Regions from separate parts of the Lactuca sativa genome. Here region 1 is linked to region 2. Evidence: chromatin contacts called from public Hi-C data. All regions are on one chromosome and are shown on one strand. The core of a region is the stretch at or near the end of the contact, and the rest is flanking DNA. Distances in the headings are between cores, read along the strand shown.

Region 1 (4,319 bases), core at 808-3,307, 210 kb before region 2:
ATTTTTTTGTCAATTTTGCCCTTTTTACCTGTAATAGCAGGTTTTCAGGTTACCAGTGAATTACTTTTGCGAAAAAACCCTTAATTTTACAAATATTTTGCAAAAAAACCCTTAAGATTATAAATATATAAAATATACATATATATTTAAAATTTGATAAAACTAAATAGTTTTTTAAAATTTAAATATCAAAAGTTTATATCAAACTAATATAAGTTTAAAAGGTTTGTTTTTCAATTTTGCTTTAAAAAGTTTAAGTATTAAGTAAGGAATATATTCAAATTTTGATAAAACTAGGTAAGTTTTTTAAAATTTAAATATAAAAAGTTTATATCGAACCAATATAAAATTTACCATACGTAAAACTAAAAATATGTTTCAGTTTTGGGTTTATAATATAAATACAGTAAAACTTATATTAGTTTGATATAAACTTTTGACATTTAAATTTTAAAAAGCTATTTAGTTTTATCAAATTTTGAATATATATTTATATTTTATATGTCTATAATCTCAAGGGTTTTTTGCAAAATATTTGTAAAATTAAGGGTTTTTTCTCAAAAAATAATTCATTTGTAATCTGGAAACCTGCTATTACAGGTAAAAAGGGCAAAATCGACAAAAAATCTGTCAAAAGGTAAAACCGACATTTTCTGCCAAATTTAAGACTTTTTATGACATTATCCAAAATAAAAATAATAAAACTGCATCAATCGTATTTACCGAATAATTTATTTTATTGTTGTATTTACATATAATTATCGACAGAAAAGAAATTACGCGTGTTGAATTAATTTATTCGGATCGGTTAGTTTATCTACTAACTTACTCAAATAATAATAATGATATATCAAATACACTTGTTTTGAAGCCGCATAGAAAGTAGCATCACCTCCATGTATTTTTCAATCTTTGGGATTTTATTTTTTCCATTTTTTTACATGAAATTTTTTAATAAAAATTAGTATCACAATACAACGAGTGATAAGATAAACGACAACAAACTCTACAAACTCTATCGTTAAACTTTTTTTATGATAAAATTATTTTTTTGAAAATTACATCTATAGATTTAGGAGTCGGTTGTATTTTATTAAAAATTTTCACTTTGTCCAATGCGAATTTTAAGACTTTGAAATTATAAGATTGAAGATTTGAAAATACCATGGAATTAGACCTGGCAATGGGGCGGGTTTGGAGCGAATCGACCTTGATCCAAACTCTTTTAACAAATTTCAAAATCCGATCCAAACCCGCTCCGTAATCCGCAGGGTTTTGAATAATCAAACTCATACCCTTATCCACCGAATCAGCAGATATCCAAACCCGCCCCGTAACCCGTAAGTTTTTTGAATAATCAAACACATTTTACTTAAATCATAAAATCAAATTTATTATATAAAACTAAGTTTTGATTTAGAAAACACATTATGTATTCGAAGACTTTCTATTGGAATTAAAATCCTTATTTTAGTTACTTCCAATCGGTTTTTGATCGTCGATTGCATTGATAGAGAATAGCAATTACAAAATTTCTTTCAGTTGATAAATGACCTTATTGATTTATAAATGAAATTGGTGATTACATGATGAAATATAAATGAATTGAAATCATGACTCTTGGAAGAAGACTGGAAGTCTAGAAGTTGAGTCCTCGAGTCCTATGTAAAAACAATTTAGTCTTTGAGCTTTTCTCTTTGGACTACTGATTGGAATTTAATGTAAACTTTAGGTAATATAAAATATAAATTTATATTTCTAAAATTTATATGGGGCGTGTTATAAACGGAGCGGATCGATGATGATCCATACCCGACCCTTTTAATAAAATGGTTAGCGGGTACGGGTCGTTAATGGGTAAACAGATCAAAAACTATGCTCCAAACCCATATAATTGTTAAGGGTTTGGATCGAATCAGGGTCAAAACCCACTCCATTGCCATGCCTACATGGAATATTGAAAAAATGTGGGCTTGTAATTTTTGTTTCTTGAAATTCCATCTCTTCTTTTGGGCTCAAGCCTAACTCCCAAGATATTTCGACCCAAATTCCATGAATCAAATTCGATTATCGAAGGTGTCACCGACAATCTATGTCCTCTGATGCCGATGCATCCAACACTCACCGTCAAACCCAAATATTGTCGATTCGTAGTACCATAAAACAACTACAATCGGAATCAACTCCTCCGATTCATCAACAAACACACACACTTACACCTTTTCCACACACTTCATCGATTCAAACTATTTGCTCTACAAAACGAAGCCACTGATTATAAGTCTGCAGTTTTGACTTCATTGCTCACCGTTCTTCTCGCACCTGTAGCCAGATATGAGAAGATTGAACAAAAATTACGGCGATCCACCCAAGTTTTCCGATCTCGGAGGCGGCGATATATCCCGGGATCAACAGACGAGATTTGGGTTAAATCCTTTGAAATTAATGGGGTGTTTTGTTGTTTGCTTGATGGGTCTTTCAGTTTTGTTCTCAATTTCCATCATTTTGAAGGATTCTTCACCAAATAGCATCTGGGCTGTTGCTGATGCTCGAGTTCTTGATAATGATATGGCATCTCCCAGAGGTATTAATCAAAATTCATTTCTATCTACTTCCTTCTGCATTATTACATTATCTTTGAATTCAATGATCAAATCCAACTATATCACACAGTTTTCTTATTTTCGATATCTTTTGTGTGTAATAGATTTTGGTCAAGAAGATGATCCAATGGAGTCGTTTGTGAAGCACAAAAAGAAGCTACATTCTGCAGGATTTGAGCACGAAGACAAGCTACTTGGTGGGCTTCTTTCCAGTCGATTCGATCAAGATTCTTGCCTCAGTAGATACGAATCAGCATCATATCGTAAAGAATCACCTTATAAACCTTCTTCTTTTCTAATCTCGAAGCTACGAAGATATGAAGCTCTTCATAAACGTTGTGGACCTTATACAGAATCATACAACAAAACTGTAGGAAAACTAAGATCAAATGGTATGATCGAAGAAGAAGCTTCAGATTGCAAGTATCTGATCTGGGTTTCGTTCAGTGGACTCGGGAACAGAATCTTGACATTGGGTTCGGCTTTTCTTTACGCCCTTTTAACAGATCGAGTCTTACTTATTGATCGAGGAGTTGACATGGATGATCTCTTCTGCGAACCTTTCCCTGAAGTCTCATGGCTACTCCCTCTCGATTTCCCAATCTATGATCAATTCAAAAGCTTGAATCAGAAATCTCCTGAGTGTTTCGGTAGTATAGTTTCAAACAATTCATCGTCGTCATCATCTTCATCATCTGGGTATGTGTATCTTCATCTGGTTCATGATTACGATGCTAACGACAAGCTTTTCTTCTGCGATCAAGATCAAAGCTTTCTTCAAAACGTTCCATGGGTAATCATGAAATCCGACAACTATTTCATCCCATCTCTATTCTTAATGCCATCATTCGAACAAGAACTACTCACCCTCTTCCCAGATCAACAAACGGTTTTCCATTTTTTAGGTAGATATCTGTTCTTCCCAAGAAATCCAATCTGGGGTCTCATAACACGATACTACAACTCATATCTATCACAAGCAGATGAAAAAATCGGCATCCAAGTGAGAGTTTTTGACACGAGACCTGGCCCATTTCAATACGTACTCGATCAAATCCTCTCATGTTCTTTACACAACAACTTTCTTCCAGAAATCAATCAAAACGAATCTTCCGTGACACCAAAAAACCAAATCTCAAAAGCTGTAATTTTAACATCTCTAAGCTCGGGATACTTTGAGAAGATAAGAGACATGTATTGGGAGAATCCGACTGTAACAGGAGAAGTGATTCAAGTTTTTCAACCGAGTCATGAAGGGTATCAACAAACGGGGAAGAAGATGCATAACAGGAAAGCATGGGCAGAAATGTACTTACTGAGTTTAACAGATAAGTTGATTACGAGTTCATGGTCAACTTTTGGGTATGTAGCTCAAAGTCTTGGAGGATTGAATCCATGGATCTTGAATAAACCCGAGAATGAAACAACCCCAAATCCAGCTTGCACTAAAGCCATGTCGATTGAGCCTTGCTTTCATGCTCCACCGTTTTTTGATTGCAAAAAGAGAAGTGGGATTGATACTGGTGAAGTTGTTCCTCATGTTCGACATTGTGAGGATATGAGTTGGGGTCTGAAACTTGTTAATCCGATAGGTGTCAATGTAGCTTAGTTTGATTTCACTTTTATGAAATTTTTTGTTGATCTATGTTTTAGTAGTAGTTATGAGAATACATTTGGGGTTTTGCCCACTTTCGATTTTGTAATGTTATTGGGAAT
Region 2 (4,352 bases), core at 1,755-4,254:
ATCATGTTACTGATACAACTTTGGAGTTTTTGGAGAAAGAGTTTGAGAAACAGAAAAAGAAATCAAAGTGAATTTGTTTGATTTGCATTGATTCAAACTTGAATCTTTATTTTTTGGAGTTCTCAATATAATGGTTTATGATAGTGTAGTGTCTATGTGTGAAATTAAAAGTAGATGATAAATTACACTACATAGAAGAAGAATATGAAGTTGCTTAAGGTAAAGGAATTGAAAATAATAAGAGATCTTATTGGTAAAAGTGTACTTATTTATTTACTTGGTGTATATTTTGGATATGAAATTATTTTGAAAATTTTTAAAATAAATATTATTTTTGAGAATAGTAATATTGGGAAGATTTTGTAAGATATATTTGAATTTTGGTCATTGACTTGTGTAAAATGACTTCAATTATCCTTGTATAATTTGTGACATTTGTCCTATTTTTTTATAATTATTATCTAATTAATTACAATTATTATTTAATTTGGTTGGACCCACCCCACCAACTTTCTTTTAAGGGAAAATGACTTATTAAGATAATTAACTTTTCGGTATGTTTACATATAAGTAACTATCTTTTTTTTTGTACACATTTAGGTAATAAACTTGTTAGAAATGTTTACATATGACCATTATGACTTGTTATAGCAGATTAAATCCTAGATATGAACATTTTCAAAAAGTTCGTTATCTAAATGTGTACAAAACCCAAATATCAACAAAACGAAAACTAAAAATAAATTACACAAATGGTCTTTATGGTTTGGGAGAATTTATGTTTTTGGTACCTAACTTATTTTTTTTAACTCGGATGGTCCCACTGTTTATTTTTGTTATGCGTTTTGTCTCTGTCTTACCTAAAAAGACTATTATACCCTATTAATTTATTTTTTAATTAATTTTCTTATTTATGTACTTATTTTTTATATATTTAAAAAAAGTTATTAGACCCACATATCTATATCTCTTCATCATAAACCTCAAACCACACTTGAGAAATTTAATTCGGATGGTCCCACACTTGACACTAAAAAACTTTCTGGTGAGTTTTTCAGGTTCACCTCCACCATGTTTATGCATCTGACTATCATATTTTTCATCTACACTTCTCTTTCTCTTGGTCTTTGGTCTTCCAGGTTGAATGTGATGTGGTGGTGGTGTTAATTGAAATGGACAAGTACCTTTTGGCCACATGGCTTTACCCTTTATAAGGTCCACAGTGTAAGATTAAGCCTCATTCCAAGTTTGAAGCCAATACAGTTTGTTGACATAAGTGTAAAGCTCCCCAACTTTGTCTCCACTATCAGCCATTTCATGTATTGTAGCTATGGCATGTCTGCATGGAATCCCATTCAACTCCCACCTTTTGCATGTACATGACATATTTGTCATGTCAACCACATGCTGGTCATGCCAAGGACCATAAACTTCATACTTTGCAGTCCCATTCCATCTAGGCCTATATTGGACTGAAGCTTCCCCATTTCTCTCAAGTAACTTTGATGATGTTGGAGTGAGTGGACCTGGAGCTTTAGACATCACTTTCTTCACATTGCAGATCCTCTTCATAAGGTACTGCCTGATGTACTCAAGACAACTTATGATGGGCTTATTCTTACCGTGAATAAGCTTAATGTTGAAAACCTCACACAAATTGTTGAGCAATATATCTGATCCTGCTCTGCCTGTATTAAATAAGAACATTATATCAAATAAGTCAAATGCAATGAGCACTAGTAAAGCTTCACCTAAGGTAGGGAATATAACCTGAAAAGTGGCTTCTGGCCTAATGGTGAGGGGGGATTTTCTTCAACCACTCAAAAGCATCCTTATCAAACTTGCCAAGTTCATTCATGTAGTGTTCAAATTCTGGTACTGTGGTTGATGTTTCACACTGCCATAAGTGATCTTTATACTCTTTTGTTTTCCATTTTTCCTCATTTTTTCATAAATATGCCTTAGACAGAAACGATGCTTAGCTTGTGGGTATAGTTGTGCAATAGCAGGTAAGAGTCCCTGTAAAAGATTATCCCACATAATCATTCCAACATTCATATACAAATGAACTATTAGTTATACAAAACGAAGTAAATAGTACCTTTTGTCTATCACTCATGAAAGTAAAGTTAGAATTTGAGTACAACTCTAAGTCATATCTTAAGCATTCTAGAAACCATTTCCAGCTACTCATATTTTCAGTCTCAACAATGGCATATGCAAGTGGGTATATGCCATTGTTTGAATCCAATCCAACTGCAGTGAGTACTTGGCCTGGAAATGGTCCTTTCATAAAAACAACATCTAGTCCGAGAATATCTCTTAAGCCTGCTTTAAACCCTTTATCTAATGCCCCTAAGCAAATATACACCCTTTTAAACTGCCTTGTTTCTCTAGCATTGTTAGGCTCATTAACAACCTCAAGTTTCACAGTTGTATCCACATTAGTTTCTTGTAGTTCCATAAGATAATCTTTTAACACCATGTATTGCTTTGTGTAGTCACCAGTCACTTGCTTTGTAGTTGTTGCTTTTGCCCTCTGTACTTTGTGTATGGACACACCAACTTGAAGCCTTTTCTGAACTTGGTCTGGAATGCTTCGAAGGGGTACAGTAGGGTTAGACTCGACCATGTCTAAGATTTCTGTGGATATATACTTCGTAGTGCAAGCCCTAAGTTTTCTAGTTTGAACACAAGTATGTTTGTACAGTAAAGTTTTCACATACCAATAATCACTATCTTTTGACCTTAAAGTCTGCATTGATCAAGATCAATTCACTTTATTATCCTTACCTACCTCACTTGCATTTACATTAGGTACATTACCTTTACACACAACCTTAAGCCTTGTTTTGTCATTTTTCTTGAACCCAAGATTCCTTCTAGTCTCAGTGGCAAGTTTGTTGACTTTGTCCTTAATTTCCTTTTTACCTTTATACTTTTGACCCACTTGAAAGGTAACTGTATGGACTTCACCAAGAGAGCACTTCTTCTCCTTCACCATCTATTTTAATATTGTTGTCTTCCTTTCATCATCAGTATAAGGGTTGGCTACAAAGACATTTCATTTTATCATACAAACATGCTAATTAAATTTTGATATTTTTATTGGTTGAAATTACATTGTTTTGCAAAAAAAACTACTTATAAGTAGTTAATTATAGGTTGACTTCTTATAAAAGGGTCATTAGCATGTCTAAGGGTGTCTTATTAGCATCACCCAATTGATTCTTCTATTTACTTATTTACCCCTCAAAGTATATCAAGCTTTTAATTTAAACATTTATATTTTATAGTTTCTATGATTAAACTTTATCATTACTATATTAATTTTATTTATTAAAAGCTCAACAATTAACAATTTTGTATTATCCAAAGGATGTTTATTTAATTAAAAATAAAATATTTTGTAGTATCTAACAAATTTTTAATTAATATATCATTTAATATTTTTATTTTTAAATTTAGAGTTATTTGTCAAAATGTAAAATAAACAAAAAGAACACATATCCATCCAAGTTATATTATTATAATATAATGAATATTTTCTTCAGAACCATGTCAAATCTAAAAGTATGACGACGTACCAACTCACATATCCATCTCTCTTTTGGAGACTAAGTTGACTGTCGGAACGTAGTTCCGGGACACCCTCGTAGAGCACGACTGACGATTAATTTTTAATACATCTTTGAACTTAATTGTTGTTTTTTGTTTTTGTTTTATTAGTTTTTTAACTTTTAAACTAAATATTTGATTTTTAATTTTTATAAAAACTTGGAATCTTTGAAACAAACTGTAAGTACCTAAACAACAACAATTTTAATTTATTTTTCACAAACTCACTAAAATAGTAAAATGAAAAAGTCATTCATCTGTTTTTTTTTCTTAATTTGGATGAAAAAAATATTTTTTATATTTTATGATTTTATAAAAACTAATATTTATTAAAGTTCAAATATAAAAACTTCAAAAAGTTATTTTAAAAAATTCTTTATATAAAGTCACTAATATAATGAATACAAGTATCCTTCTCGTTTTTGTGATTTTTGAATTTTTTTTGATTTTATAAAAATAAAAAAAAAATCACAAATTTGTGTGTTTATGCTCATTTTATAAATGATTAAATGTTAAAAAAATTGATTTTTTTAGATTTTTTTTTCTTACAAGAAAAAATTATGACCGAAATATGAATGTTTTAATTTCTTTAATCATAATATACTGAAAAAAGCATATATATATATATATATATATATATATATATATATATATATATATATATATATATATATATATATATATATATATATATATATATATATATATATATAGAGAGAGAGAGAGAGAGAGAG

Evidence for each region. A called contact is a pair of places that touch in the nucleus more often than the background predicts.
Region 1: a contact with region 2 is called in a Hi-C map of leaf, with 7 times the contacts expected there. The contact joins the promoter of LOC111877750 here to the promoter of LOC111877739 in region 2. A contact is called at or near these places in 2 of 4 Hi-C or Micro-C datasets (both in leaf).

What each region holds. Positions count from the first base shown.
Region 1 is chr4:202,004,590-202,008,908 of Lsat_Salinas_v11, reverse strand. It overlaps LOC111877750 (galactoside 2-alpha-L-fucosyltransferase), which reads left to right and starts at 2,057. Exons shown (of 2, transcript XM_023874255.3): 1 at 2,057-2,584; 2 at 2,708-4,319. The coding sequence starts at 2,335. The coding sequence ends at 4,212.
Region 2 is chr4:201,793,455-201,797,806 of Lsat_Salinas_v11, reverse strand. It overlaps LOC111877739, which reads right to left and starts at 3,004. Exons shown (of 4, transcript XM_023874248.1): 1 at 2,798-3,004; 2 at 2,102-2,755; 3 at 1,920-2,019; 4 at 1,231-1,688. The coding sequence starts at 3,004. The coding sequence ends at 1,231. It overlaps LOC111877752 (pentatricopeptide repeat-containing protein At4g01570), which reads left to right. Exons shown (of 1, transcript XM_023874258.3): 1 at 1-272. The coding sequence ends at 71.